Regions from separate parts of the Mus musculus genome. Here regions 1, 2 and 3 are each linked to region 4. A link is a contact called in public Hi-C data. All regions are on one chromosome and are shown on one strand. The core of a region is the stretch at or near the end of the contact, and the rest is flanking DNA. Distances in the headings are between cores, read along the strand shown.

Region 1 (3,252 bases), core at 95-2,594, 320 kb after region 4:
CTGGCCATTAGGAGTTCTGTTTTCAGAATGGACTTTCTGAGTTTGAATGCCAGCCCTAGAGCATTAATTTTGTTTCACTGGGGCTTCTTAGCCAGCCAGCCTGGTCTACCTGGTGTGCTCTGGGCTAAAGAGAGACCTTGTCTCAATTAAGGTTGACAACACCTGAGGAATTCATGTGAGATTGACCTCTGGTATCCTATACATGTGCACATACACACACATACATATCCTCACATATAGGTATATACACACATAAAGACTACTCCTTACAGAATAGCACTCCACTTATTGTTTATACAGAACATGCCAGAAATCACAGATATCAATACTACCTGCCCACAACCCTATAAGACTAACAAATAAGAGTGATGAGTACTTTTTTCATATCTAGCAAGTCTGAAGCTAAGTATTTGAGAGTATTTTATCAGTCATTTCTCAGGACATGTCTGTGAGTTATAAATTATTTGGATAAGGCAAGGGACCTACTTTCCGAAGGCCACAAAATTAATGTTTCAGAGATGTCACTCAAACCCAGAAAGATCATTTTGAAAGCAGAACTCCTAATGGCCAGGCTATAAGGCCTTAATGCTTCTCGAGTAAACAAAGTACTAAGATATGCCAAATGCATATACTATATAACATAAATCTCTGATGTGTCAAAAATAAAAATGCTGTCATTAACTGACAACAGCTTGGTAAGATCAGTATTACTAGTACTTGGAAATGAAGAGTCTGAGCTTTGGAGATGCTTAGCCACTTGCTTAACCATGGACAATAGATGTACAGTAAGAAATGATGTAGCTGGGATTTGACTCCAGATCTATGTGACTATGAAGCAAAGCCAGCAGCAGTATGGGATTTGTAGAGGACAACACACAGCAGGACTCCTGAGCATCACGGACAAAAGCTGACTATGGTCAAAGTCCATGTACTCATTAACCATGGTCTTAGTCAACAGCAGAGCATTTAGTGACAGTTTGCCTTCTGGGCATATAGTTCATTCTTCTTGTAGAGGGAGAGAGAAGACATAACATTGAATAGGGCAACCAATCTTGTGAGCGTTACTCCTTACCCTGATCTGAACCTGATTCTAAACTCTTGTTTCTATATGCTTCAATGCTTAAAATGTTTTGAACACTTAAGATATCCGGGTCTCCAGGATACAAATCAGTCATCCTGTCATACACAAAATATGGAAGCAACTGCAACGTAAAAGAGACGATACCATCCGAATGAAGGCTGATCCAAAAACACCATTTCAAACAACCAATGTTTCCTGTAATGCTACTTGTGTGCTCTCAGTTGTCTCTATGGCATTTTCATAGTGCTCAGTGTGGATCATGCCAACAGGCACTGCATAAAGGGCTTCCACTGCACAGGATGTAATGGGAACCTCACAGAAAACCATATGGCTTTTCACAATGGCTTCAAATGTCCAAAGGTACAATACCGAAAAAACCAAATCTTTCCAATATTAGTATACAAATAAATCAATGATGACAATGCTCTATTCTCCTTGCTAAATTTGTAGATAGGTTGGGGAGTGTGAACAGCTCCCTCTCTCTGGCTGATTTTCAGTTCAGATAACTCATCTTTATTCATTTCCTTTCAGTCACAATGAGCCATGTTGAGAGCAGCTGTAGGCAAAGAGGGGGAAAAGCTCTCTTCCCTCCCTCCTCCAAATCCTTGTCAAACAGTGCTTACAAAGAATCCATCTGGACTCAGTGCTGTGCAGGGCACCCATGAAATAGCAGAGGATGGGAGGGGGAAACCCATTTGTATCTAGTGTAGAGAATTAAAAGTCACCTGGATCTACATTTTGGGAGAAAATCAGTCTGATTAATCTCTGAGTTATTTGATGCAGTCAGGTAGAACCAGGCAACAGAGAAATTATACTTCATTAAATATAAACACAACCAAACCAAACCAAACACTAAAGGCGATGGCAAGGCTAGCATCAAGCAGCTATGTCTGTGAGGCCTGGCCGCCAGTTCCCATAAGAGTTACATACAAAGCTAGAAGATGAAAAATGGGTGTTCATAAGCCAAGTCCAAGACACAAACACAGGAAAAGGGTAGCACAAAGCAAGATCAAAGAGATGAACAGTGACAGTGACTGAGGTCTCAGGTCTTCAAAATCCTCTCCAGGATTAGGTAGCAAATGAATTGGGGGCTAACAGTTCCCTCCCTCCCTCCCTTCCTTCCCTTTCTTCTTTCTTTTCTCTCTCTCTCTCTTTTTTAAATTGGGTGAATAATTTTTTGTTTATTTTATGTTTTTGGATCAAACTTGGAGCTAGGAAGTAAATGCTTTTAACATTTTATTTAAAATGATTTCATCTGTTTTAATATGTAACCCCAAAGAAATCTTGTTTATAGATCGTTCTAGTACACTCCAATGACATAAAAATGGCTCCAGTTTCAAAGAGGCGACTTGGCAAGAAGTTACTGCATAAAATATTGCAGCCCTGTTTACTCCACAGCATTTTTGTTCATGCGTTTTTAATGGTTACATGAACCAAATGCTTAGGCAACTGTGTTCAAGACGATGATGAACGAGAGACAAAGATCTGTGGCGAGCAAGAACCTTTGTGGACGGCTTCCCAAGCTGCCTTCAAATATCACTGCATTGCAGAGTGAAAGGGTTTCCAAGCTGTGTTTGAAAACAGCCAAGGGAACACGGTGGCTACAATTAAAAAAGTTTTAAGCTAAAAAGAAAATTAACAGAAGAGTGGTCACAGAAAACTCAAAGCCCATTCCAATGTTGTCTCTTTTCTTAACTAGAAGTAGAGACGGTCTTCCTCCTGTCTCCTCTGAAGCCTCTGCCAGTTGGCACTGCTGAATGTCTGCTCTCCCATGATATGATCAGCATGGCTATCCTCTGTGACAGTGTCTCCTCTTTCTTTACTTCAGGGCTCCTCTGCTCCTGGGCTCTGTCTTCCTTGCTGCCCCTCTCACCTTTCCTGTTTCTTTTGCGCTCTGCCCTGACATGATTTCTTCGTTTATTCTGAGAGCTCAATTCTCATTCCCATATCCACACTGCCCTTCGTCAGTCTCTGCCCTGAAATCCTCAGTACCAGCTGGCGTCCATTTCCTGCTACTTCAACACAGTTAAATCCAGAGGGCATCTCCACCAAACAGCCCTTCCTCTAGGCCTGAAGATTTGGCCACATTTTTTAATCTCTCTCCATTCTTTTCCCAAGATAGCCAAGGAGTTACAGAGTCATACTGGCTCAACCAAGTTCTCTCTGTACAC
Region 2 (3,195 bases), core at 585-3,084, 390 kb after region 4:
CCCGCAGAGGAGCTAAGAAGGCTGACTTGCAGGAAGTGAGTGGGTGACTGGCAGAGCCATCCCCTTGTACTTAGCTGTGAATCCAACTTTCCTCCTACAACAGGAAAGTCCCCAGTAATGCTCAAGGAAGGCGTGAGCTGGAAGACTGTGCTCAGAATCCTGAAACATCTTCTTCTTCCATCGAGGACTGTAACCAGGTTTCCACTCTGTCCTGCTCTCTGCTGCATGAAAGCCCAGGCTGAGAAGGATGTCAAATTTGAAAGAGATCTTTCTACCCAAAGATGTGATAAGAACAAATAAAACCTGGCTATTTCTAAGTATACCACAATTGGACTCCTTTCACAGGACTCACAGGGGGATATTTCCCAAGCCATAATTTTTCAATTGCATTGATCACTCGCCTCTCACCCTGTTTTCATATTGCTATTACTGATCAGTAATTGGAAAACCCTTCAGCTAGTTCTCTTTATCACAGAACTGGCCCCAACCGTATGTTTTCACACAATCCAATTCTATCTGGGTTTGGGCGTTCTAGGACACGGTCCAGGGCCCACACAGTATCTCTCACTATTTGATCATCTCCCATTTCTTCTCAGCACTCCCTGTTTGCAAACTCCTAGGGACTTCCCTGGATGTGCCTGGTGCGCAGCCACACAACGCTTTGAGGACCCAAACTAATGAGTCATTATTATGAAGACGAATGTCCCCAGGAGCTGCTTCAGTGGTGTTTGAACAAGCAGGGGAGCTCTGGGGCCTTGAAGCCATACCACTCATGTGTGTCCAAGACCAAATATGACAGCTGTTTGCTTACAGGTTGAAAATGACATTTTCGAGAGAACAGAATGTGGTGAGAAACTAGACTGGCTCTACACATCCTTCTATTGCTGCACTGAAATCTGCACAAACAGGCAGCTGGTAATTGCAGCCATCCTCAAATTGTGAGAGGATATGATTCCAAAATGTCAGCTTTAGAGCTGACCACCCCATACTCCCTTACCTCAAAGCCAATCAATGATGCAGAGAATAATTTTCTTCGAAATATTATGAAGGGAACTCTCCAGGCACTAAATAAATTAAAACAACTACTTTGAAGTAAATAGAATTATAACAAAAGTCGTCAAGACTGAACAAAATGTGCGAGTGGATGACTTTTAGATCTGGCTGACTCAGCTGCTCCCCCTAGTGTCCAGACTGTGTTCTTACCTCACTGGATTGCTCTGCTGGCCAGGAATGTCCATCTCTAACCTACTTACTTCATAGCATATTGCTTTGTTAGGTACATTCTAAGTCAACTTCGAAGGTGTCAAAGTGGGAAAGATGATCTTTCTGCTTCGCGAGAAGGTGCTGATTTAAATCTTAATGATCCAGTGAGGTACCATAGCAAGAAAAACAGTAGAGTGCCCCTAACATAAATATACAAAGGGAAAGACTGTCCCTCCAAACACTCCTTCCTATCTAATGCTTTGTGCACGTATAGCACACCTGTCTAGCAGGTCATCTTTAAAATATGTTCTGGAGGTAAAACATCAAATTGGATAAAATATTCAAGGAAAGCTCAAAAACACAACATTGGGCTATTTCTAAAATTTCCAAATTAGGGCTTATGGCTCTGTTCGGATATAGAAGCCCAGCAGGGAAGTGTTTCCTTTTCTATTTTTTCACACCCAAAGGTAGCCTCACCATGGCCTTGGTATTTACTGCACATCTACTAACACCAACTACAACATTCTCAGGAAAAATCCAGTTGTGCTTCATGAGCACATGTATCACCTGCGGGACCAGCACTTTCGGGGAAGGGTGGGGACGAGCCTGGCCTGACCCCATTCAGTGTGCGTGGGCCTCGCCTTCCCAGCCATGAGCTCTATTTTCCAGATGTGTCTTCTTTGACTTAGTGGTTTGCCCTTAGTTCTCTTTTCAAAACGTTCAAACCTCCCAACTCGTCCAGCTGTTAAGAAGTCCCAAGGCAAGCAAATGCGCTCTTGGATTCGCACCCTTCGCTTTGCTGGAGACTGGATCCTAAGCCTTCTTCTCCAGCCAAAATAATAAAAGATCTTTTAAGTGGCTGAAATTCTTGGTGAATTGCACATATTTGCCAATGTCAGACAACTATAAATAGGGAGATTTACAAGAGAAATAGCTGAGTCTTCATAATTCCAGTAAAATAAAATGGACTATTTGGAACAGTTAAAGCCTAGGACATATTTTTATGAAATTCAGATTTATCTGCATTTAGCCCCAAATCCCCTTTAAGCAGGGAAAGCTTCCTGGATCATGCACTTTCGGTATGAGGAAACAAAAGGGCTTACTTTCCTTTAATGGTAATCATTAAACATTCTTAAACTGATAGTACTTAATTTATATTAAGCTTTTTAGTTTGGATATTTACTGCATCTTTTTATATCTTCTACCACAGCTCTATTATTATAGAATATTAAAAAATATCAGAAGGTAAAATCATGCTCATGGTCACTGATATAAGTAAAATCGCTGGTGTGAGCTAGGGCAGATGTGGTTCCAAAGTGGACAGGATTATTTGATAGCTATTTAGATTGAAGGTTCGCTAGCTCAAGAAGTCCCCGAACTCCTTGGCAGGCTAACACCTCCAGTAGCTTCCACAACTTCGATAATGCTACCTTTAAATAAACTGTTACTTAATTTTGTGCTTTAACTTTTTAAATATTGTTATTTAATTTTGTACCTTAATTAATGGCAAACTACTTTTTGGACTAGCTCATCATCACATATATTCCAAATAAATTCAATTATTGGAAATTATTTTGAATTCATTACTATAATACAAGAGAATGCAGAAATTGCTTCAGTTTATGAACTTCTACAAATTAAAAAAATCTACAAGGTAAAAATAGTTATTATTAGCATATATGCATTGTACAAAGTGATTGGATTTCATATTTTTATTAAAATTCATCATTACCCTATACATCTATATTATCCTTTCCTGTTTTTCCTGTTTTACCCAGACAGTCCTTTCTTCTTCCTGAAGAATCACCCTGTGGTACTCTTGTGTGTGTCATGTCATTCACATGCTCGTGTGTGTGTGTGTGTGTGTGTGTGTGTATGTAAAATCTAGATATAACAAAAAACACGCCATAATTATCCTTCTGATTTTAACATATTTTGTTAGTTTCATGGTTTCCAGTCCACCCATTTTTCCCATCTTCCTGCAACAGGACT
Region 3 (3,072 bases), core at 212-2,711, 300 kb after region 4:
TGAGAAAATAAAGATTCTAAAAATGCAGATAGGGACCTCTTCAAAATTTCAGACATTAAACCCTTTCTACAATTAAGCAAAAGTTAAGGATATTTAAGAGGGGGGAAAAACAGACTTTGCACAATAAATCTATACTTTCCACATCTTTCATGTCTTTCTTTTAAATGATCAAGAGGAGGCTTAGGGTTTTGTTGTTGTTGTTGTTGTTGTTGTTGTTGTTGATTTAAGGAAACTAAAGTGTCCTTTGGAAGTCCCATGCAGGGATAGAGAACAGACAGATAACTAGACTCTGGTTTTCTCAGTGGCATGAGTAGCCTAACAGCCATGGCTTCCATATCCTTGAGAATGAGCCATGATGGAGAAGCATCAGGTGCCATACAGGGTCAGAGCCTCATCTACCCCATCGCTGATGGTGACACCAGTTACCAGATACAAGAATTAACACTGGGAACTGAATAGAAGCAGGCTCAGCAGGCCAAAGAGCTTTCTAGGCTGCTTATGTGGGAGACGCCTACCTCTCCACAGGTAAGATGCCTACCTGTTCACAGGTAACAGGCAGTCACTTAGGCTGCAGTTTGCTTCCCTCTTCTGGCCTAAAGGTGAGTGGCTGATGTTTAGTGGTACCTGAGACATAGCTCATTTCACCAGGATGCTATCTGCCCCTCTTCTTGATTCCTATTTTACAGACAGCTGTAGGCAGTGCCTCTTCCCATGCCTAAACATGAGTCCACTGTTGGGCCTCCAGACTTGTCGTTCCTGATTTCCGTGAGATCAAGGAAAATTACAAAGGAGGACTTCCTACTCATCTCTAGAAAAATATAACATTTCTAATGCTTGCTAGTAGTTCTGTCAGTCGTAGGGGGTGGATCAAGTTCTGAATGGATGTGCACTGCTTCACACGGGCACAGCCATGTCAGGAACCCCAATGTCTCAGCCCATGAGTAACATAGACTGAGAGAGTGAACTGAGTAAAGCTTAGACGGATGGTGAAGCCTTCCGTGAGGCTCTGAGTGTGAACACTGATACTGTGGAACGATATGTCCACCATAGCTTTTCCCCGAAGATATTCACTGCTGAAGACTGCTTTCCATACCGACGTTAGCTAAACCTGCCTCCTTATGCACCCGCATATGAGGGGAGATTCGGCACTACGTCAAGGGTACTTTGGAAGACTCATGTGCCACCAATCGGGACACAGAAGGGCAAAAGAGATCTGTCAAACAGGCAGAATTTTGGAGAAACAGTTTGGAGAGAATCTTACAAGAATGGAGGAGTGAGACAGCAGAATAAAGAGCAGAGCAGGATCCGAAGGCTGATGGATGGGCCTGGATGCTGATCCTAAACGCTCAAATGGAGGGCAACAGGGCGCCTGAGAACCCAGCTGGACAGGGTAGAGGAAGGGAAGGTCGGGAGTGCCGTGTGGCTACAGAGGCACGAATGCAAGGCATGTCTGTGACATAGACAGACAGTGTGCTGTTTTGGTCAGACCTCCCTCCCACTGGGCGCCACACCAACCCAGGCCTAGTTCTTAGCCAACAAAAATAAACATCACTCATAAAATTAATGGAAACAATCTGGTTTTCTCTTGCAATAGAAAAAAAGTTTTCTTAATTACTCTTTTTTTTTTTTTTTGTAAGCTTTGAATTGTGTATCTTGTAACTAGATGCAATCTTTTAGAAGTCGACTAGGCATTAGGGGTTTGTGGCATGAGTCTTAAGAGTTATATTTTCACTTGCTGCCTGTAAAATGGTAGACTCTGAAGAGCTCTCCCGCAGCTAGGGCAGTGAACACAGATCTCTCTCTCTCTCTCTCTCTCTCTCTCTCTCTCTCTCTCTCTCTCTCTCTCTCTCTCTTTCAAAATGCATCCATCCATTCCTAAATCTTTGGTGAGAGTCTCAATGCAAAATTAGGTTTTGCAATATGAATCTTATATTTGTATCCTTTCCTTAAACATAAAAGTGGTTTGCATTGATAGTCTTCTCCTTTTGTTTTTGTTTTTGTTTTTTGTTTGTTTGTTTGTTTGTTTGTTTGTTTGAAATTCTCCTTAAAATGGCGTGGCTGTTGGTAAGTGCTCTTGTGCCACAAACAGAAGCACACCAGCACTGATCTAAGAAAACAAGTCATAACTAGAGATAGATTTACTTATTCCTATTAGGAAGAATTCCAACCTCCTTTCTTGTTCCTCCCTTCTTATGTAAAATTAATACAATTCATGGCTTATTGGAAGGTACAGCAATGACGTATTACTTAACGGAAGGCATATCACAAGATCTAAGAAAAATGTACAGGGCAGGGAGGGCCAGGGATGGATAGATTTTCTGAATATATCTTGGTTCATAGGTCTGACTTCAAGAATTAATGTATTTCACCACACAGAAATCCTATTCTCCCAAGAGGGATGGTTTTCAAGGCTTCAAACTGAAATTGTGCATTCAGGGAAATTCTAAACATATTAGAATTTTTCCTGTTTTCTATAGCCTTGCCATCAATGGTAGAATTAATGTCTTTTCATGTGTTTTCTTGAATGCCTGCAATTCCTCACTACTTCTGTGTTCTGTGCCCATTTTATGCAAAGTTAAGAATTACTTAAACACAAAGGCAGAGATTCTGAGACATCTGACAGATAATCGGGCAACTGTTGAAGTGACAGCAAACGTTACACACTCTAGTTCTTGGGATTCCTGAGACCTCCATGGCCCCCATGGGCACCTACGTAAGCACATACCCATACACATAACTAAAATAAAAAACCAACTGTGTATAAAAATACACAGTAAAATGGTTCAAAATGAACACAGTTGGCTTGTGTTTGTTGTAGATCAACTGAGTAGCATGGGGAGAATGGGTGATGGCCAGAGGGGAGAAACATTGACATAGACTCTAACCTCTTGTATGTATGCAGTTTTCTACCATTAAAGAAAAAGCTGTGGAGTCTGGAAAGATGGCTCAGTGGTGGGGCTTGCCGTGCAAGCATGAATGCTGGAGTTTGGATTCCCAGCACCCATACATATATAAAAAAATCCAGGCAAGCATAGTGGCTTGCTTATTTATAATCCCAGCTTAGTAGGCATT
Region 4 (3,257 bases), core at 91-2,590:
GCAACATGCCTGCCTGAATGCTGCTGTGTTTCCACCTGGATGATAATGGACTGAACCTCTGAACCTATAAGACAGCCCCAATTAAATGTTCTTGTAAGAGTTGCCTTGATCATGGTGCCTGTTTAAAGCAGTAAAACCCTAAGAGTACTTTTTATGTTTTTAGGCATCTTTCCAGTTTCCCTACACTAATTGACCATCCCAGGCAGGTTCATCTTCTTGGCATACCTTGTTCATATGACAGTGACTATTCAGTGTATTCAGGTTGTTATAATGATAGTCACATGAGTATATATGTCTAATACATTGACATATCCTGTACATTTTATAGTATGTAAATTAAATCTTGATGAAAAGGCAAGTAAGAAAAAAAAAACTCCCCTGGATATTTTTGTGTGATAACCAGATTTTTTGCGGGGAGGATTATTCTATAGAGATTTCCATTTTAAATAGCATTACAAACAATGAAGCTGTTAGGGATTTCAAATTAATAAATATTTATATTATTCTTTCATGAAATAGTCTCTTCATGATGCGAACCAGAAGAAGAGGCTGTTCAAGTCACATTACTAAACAATTAATTATGGGATGGGAACCACATTTCTTGCTTTTGTGTTTAAATTATTCTGTATAAAAAGGTACAGCACACCCAGTACATTAGTTTGGGGTTGCTAAAGCTTGTTGCCTCTAAACCTTCCTTTTGTCTGTAAGGAGCAATTTTCCCAATCAGGCAGATCCTCTCAGTGCCTAGATGCCCTGTCCTGACCACACAGCAAAGTAAATGTGAGCCCAGTTGGAACTGTCTTCATCTCTAGCCCTGTCCTGCTCCCATGTCTTCATCTCTAGCCCTGTTCCGGTCCTATGGCTTTACCCCAGTATTTCCCCAGACTTATTACTAGCCTTCTCTTCAAAGGAGGAGCCTTTCAAGCTTAACCTTTGAGGGACCAGAACGTCCATTAGCATCTTTTCTGAGGCATTTTCAATGGATGCTTCCAAAGGGTTTGAGTCCTCTTTGGGGCAGGACTCACCCATTTCTGACACAAGGGTGGGGCTAAACGTTTGCGGAGTGACTCTAGGCATTTGACAGCACAGAAGGAAGCCTCTTCCTTTCCATCAGCAACAGCTTGCAGTGTTGTGCAAGCTCTCTGACGCAGCTTCTTGAACTACAGAATTAAATCTGCAACCACAAAAGAAAGAAGCTGATTTCTCATGGCCCTTGTGTAATTTCTGAAAGTTTTTGGGAAGTCTCTAAATTGAATTTAACTGTTGAGCACAGGCTGAACTTAAAACCTTCGTCTGTTTTAAGTCGCCCTCCCTCTTATGCTGTATCCTCCCTCACTCAGGGGCTGAGTCCTAAGTGCTTTGGCTGTGGACATATGCTCTGCGTGAAAAGCCAAAAAACCCGAGGGGCTGAGATTACTGCCTGCATCACCACATTCCTTCTGTTTGAATTCACTCAGCTAAAACCGCTGAGTGGGGGTGAGATGCCCTGCACACAGCAGGGTTGCAAAGGTGGGTGGAAAGAACTTTGGCCCACAAGGAACGCCACATTAGTATTCAGTAAGGAAAACAGGAAGGTGGGAGGAACAAGAGACATTTCTCAACCTCTTGCCCCTAATTTCCTAATTCAGAGGGTGTCATCTGCATTCAGCAAGAAGCCAGACCCATGGTAATTAAGTTTCTTCCTGGCACTGGCCAGGCCAATTAGCTTCTTGGTACTCAGTGAGCCTTTCTGAATACAGGGGAGGAAAAATTTGTTTGTTAATCAGGATAACTGTTGTAACAAGCCACCTATAGTTAGGAGATATTTGAGAAAAGTTAGCTTCTTGATGACATCACAACTCAGAGACATGAAGAAACAATGGGTGGTGCTGTGTGTCCTCCCAGCAGTGTGACTTCTGGATGTGTGACTTCTGGATGTGTGACTTCTGGATGTGTGACTCTGCCATGATTTCTGCTATGTCCCTCCCTGCACTGGGCTGATAAATGGAGAAAAAGAGAGTTTATGGAGGACTACAAGGAGACCTAGGGGCTAGGTTGAGAAGTATCTTAGCATCACTTCTTTACACACCCCACTTGCCAGAACTCAGCATTTTAGCTTCAGCTGACTTGGCAGGAAGTTGTAAAATGTGAGTCCAGTTTTATGCCTTGGACCAAAAAGAAAAGAAAAGAGAGACTGAATCAGATCACAGTGTCTGTCATGCTGTGCAGCAGGGAGCAGCAGTAATAGGAACCCCACTTATATCAAGGCACTTAAATATCTCCTGACAAGTTTGAGAGTGTGTTCTATGATAAGCTTCCCAAGCAGTGTTGCTATGGTTTCTGTTAATGGTAGACAGTGGACCATCATTCTCCTGGCATCTTCATGACCAGTGATGATCTTTTAATCTACTCTGTGGCTATTGGCACCAGTTATGTGAATGTTTCCATAACATGGATTTTCTGTGCACCATGAAAATCTTATACAAGTCTTCAGTTGGTCAGGGGTAAGGACTCCCGATTCTATTACATGACTTCCACATAATTTTGTTCCTTTACTTCTTATCATTACATCACTAAGCAGTCAGTGCATGATTTTTTTCTAATTAAAATTTAAGATAGCAAAGATTAGTCATAAAATAATGCCCATGTTATAGTGTGATGTAAAGGGTCCTACCTAAAGGCTTACTATGGGTTGCGTATATTTGGTCTCCATTTAGCGGTACTAATATCAGAGGTTCTGGGAACTCAAGGAGGTGAATGAGACGTTGTTGGAGGAAGTAGGTTACTGGGGGTAGATGCTTGATGCTCCATCTTCTCCCCACCTCCTTCCTGTTAGCCAGGACACGAATAGCCTCCTCTATCGCATGTTCCCATTAGGTAGTGGTGTACCTCACAACAAACCCAGAAAGAGTCGGTAGTCATGGGCACAGTTCTCAAGTCTTGAGCTAGAATAGATAACTTCTCCTCCTAAGTGGTTCTCTCTAGTATTTTGTTCATGGAGATGAGAAATTGATAACGTCTCCCTTGTTTTTAACAGATCTGAAAACAGTCAGAGTCAGTGTCAGAAATGAGGTTCTCAGGAGGTGGGGTAAGCATGGAGAAAGGGGGACTACTCCCAGATCTGAATTCTGGGCAGCGGACTCAGCTGTGGTTTGGAGCCCCCAGCAGTATGGCAGGAGCTTCAGAAGGCCAGTGTTCTTGGAAAAGTTGGAAGAGGAAAGATTTCAGAATTGGAATTTATGGGTGTTCTTTTTAGCTATCCAGGGTTAGGCACTTTC

The links. A called contact is a pair of places that touch in the nucleus more often than the background predicts.
Region 1: a Hi-C map of uterus shows a contact between it and region 4, with 4 times the contacts expected there. The contact joins two enhancer-like sites. A contact is called at or near these places in 2 of 39 promoter capture datasets (liver and second pharyngeal arch cranial neural crest), 3 of 484 Hi-C or Micro-C datasets (nephron progenitors and uterus), 1 of 115 datasets of contacts at active chromatin or transcription factors (acute myeloid leukemia) and 1 of 9 other capture datasets (embryonic trunk).
Region 2: a Hi-C map of uterus shows a contact between it and region 4, with 3 times the contacts expected there. The contact joins two enhancer-like sites. A contact is called at or near these places in 16 of 484 Hi-C or Micro-C datasets (the N1E-115 cell line, the NIH/3T3 cell line, adipose-derived mesenchymal stem cells and 10 more), 3 of 115 datasets of contacts at active chromatin or transcription factors (acute myeloid leukemia, embryonic basal ganglia and fibro-adipogenic progenitors) and 1 of 9 other capture datasets (embryonic stem cells).
Region 3: a Hi-C map of uterus shows a contact between it and region 4, with 1.8 times the contacts expected there. The contact joins two enhancer-like sites. A contact is called at or near these places in 1 of 484 Hi-C or Micro-C datasets (uterus), 1 of 115 datasets of contacts at active chromatin or transcription factors (bone marrow-derived macrophages) and 1 of 9 other capture datasets (embryonic tail).

Annotation. Positions count from the first base shown.
Region 1 is chr5:4,850,062-4,853,313 of GRCm38.p6, forward strand. The region is part of intron 14 of Cdk14 (cyclin-dependent kinase 14); the gene reads right to left. Among named protein-coding and RNA genes, the nearest start is that of Fzd1, 93 kb to the left of the region's middle. Within about 2 kb of position 1,345, at least 31 of the 459 cell types and tissues checked have an H3K27ac peak or open chromatin away from gene starts, as enhancers often do. A contact at or near this core is called in uterus, where this site is marked.
Region 2 is chr5:4,917,392-4,920,586 of GRCm38.p6, forward strand. All of the region lies in intron 12 of Cdk14 (cyclin-dependent kinase 14), which reads right to left. Among named protein-coding and RNA genes, the nearest start is that of Fzd1, 160 kb to the left of the region's middle. Within about 2 kb of position 1,835, at least 9 of the 459 cell types and tissues checked have an H3K27ac peak or open chromatin away from gene starts, as enhancers often do. A contact at or near this core is called in uterus, where this site is marked.
Region 3 is chr5:4,824,705-4,827,776 of GRCm38.p6, forward strand. The region is part of intron 14 of Cdk14 (cyclin-dependent kinase 14); the gene reads right to left. Among named protein-coding and RNA genes, the nearest start is that of Fzd1, 68 kb to the left of the region's middle. Within about 2 kb of position 1,462, at least 34 of the 459 cell types and tissues checked have an H3K27ac peak or open chromatin away from gene starts, as enhancers often do. A contact at or near this core is called in uterus, where this site is marked.
Region 4 is chr5:4,529,306-4,532,562 of GRCm38.p6, forward strand. No RefSeq gene overlaps it. Among named protein-coding and RNA genes, the nearest start is that of Fzd1, 230 kb to the right of the region's middle. Within about 2 kb of position 1,341, at least 101 of the 459 cell types and tissues checked have an H3K27ac peak or open chromatin away from gene starts, as enhancers often do. A contact at or near this core is called in uterus, where this site is marked.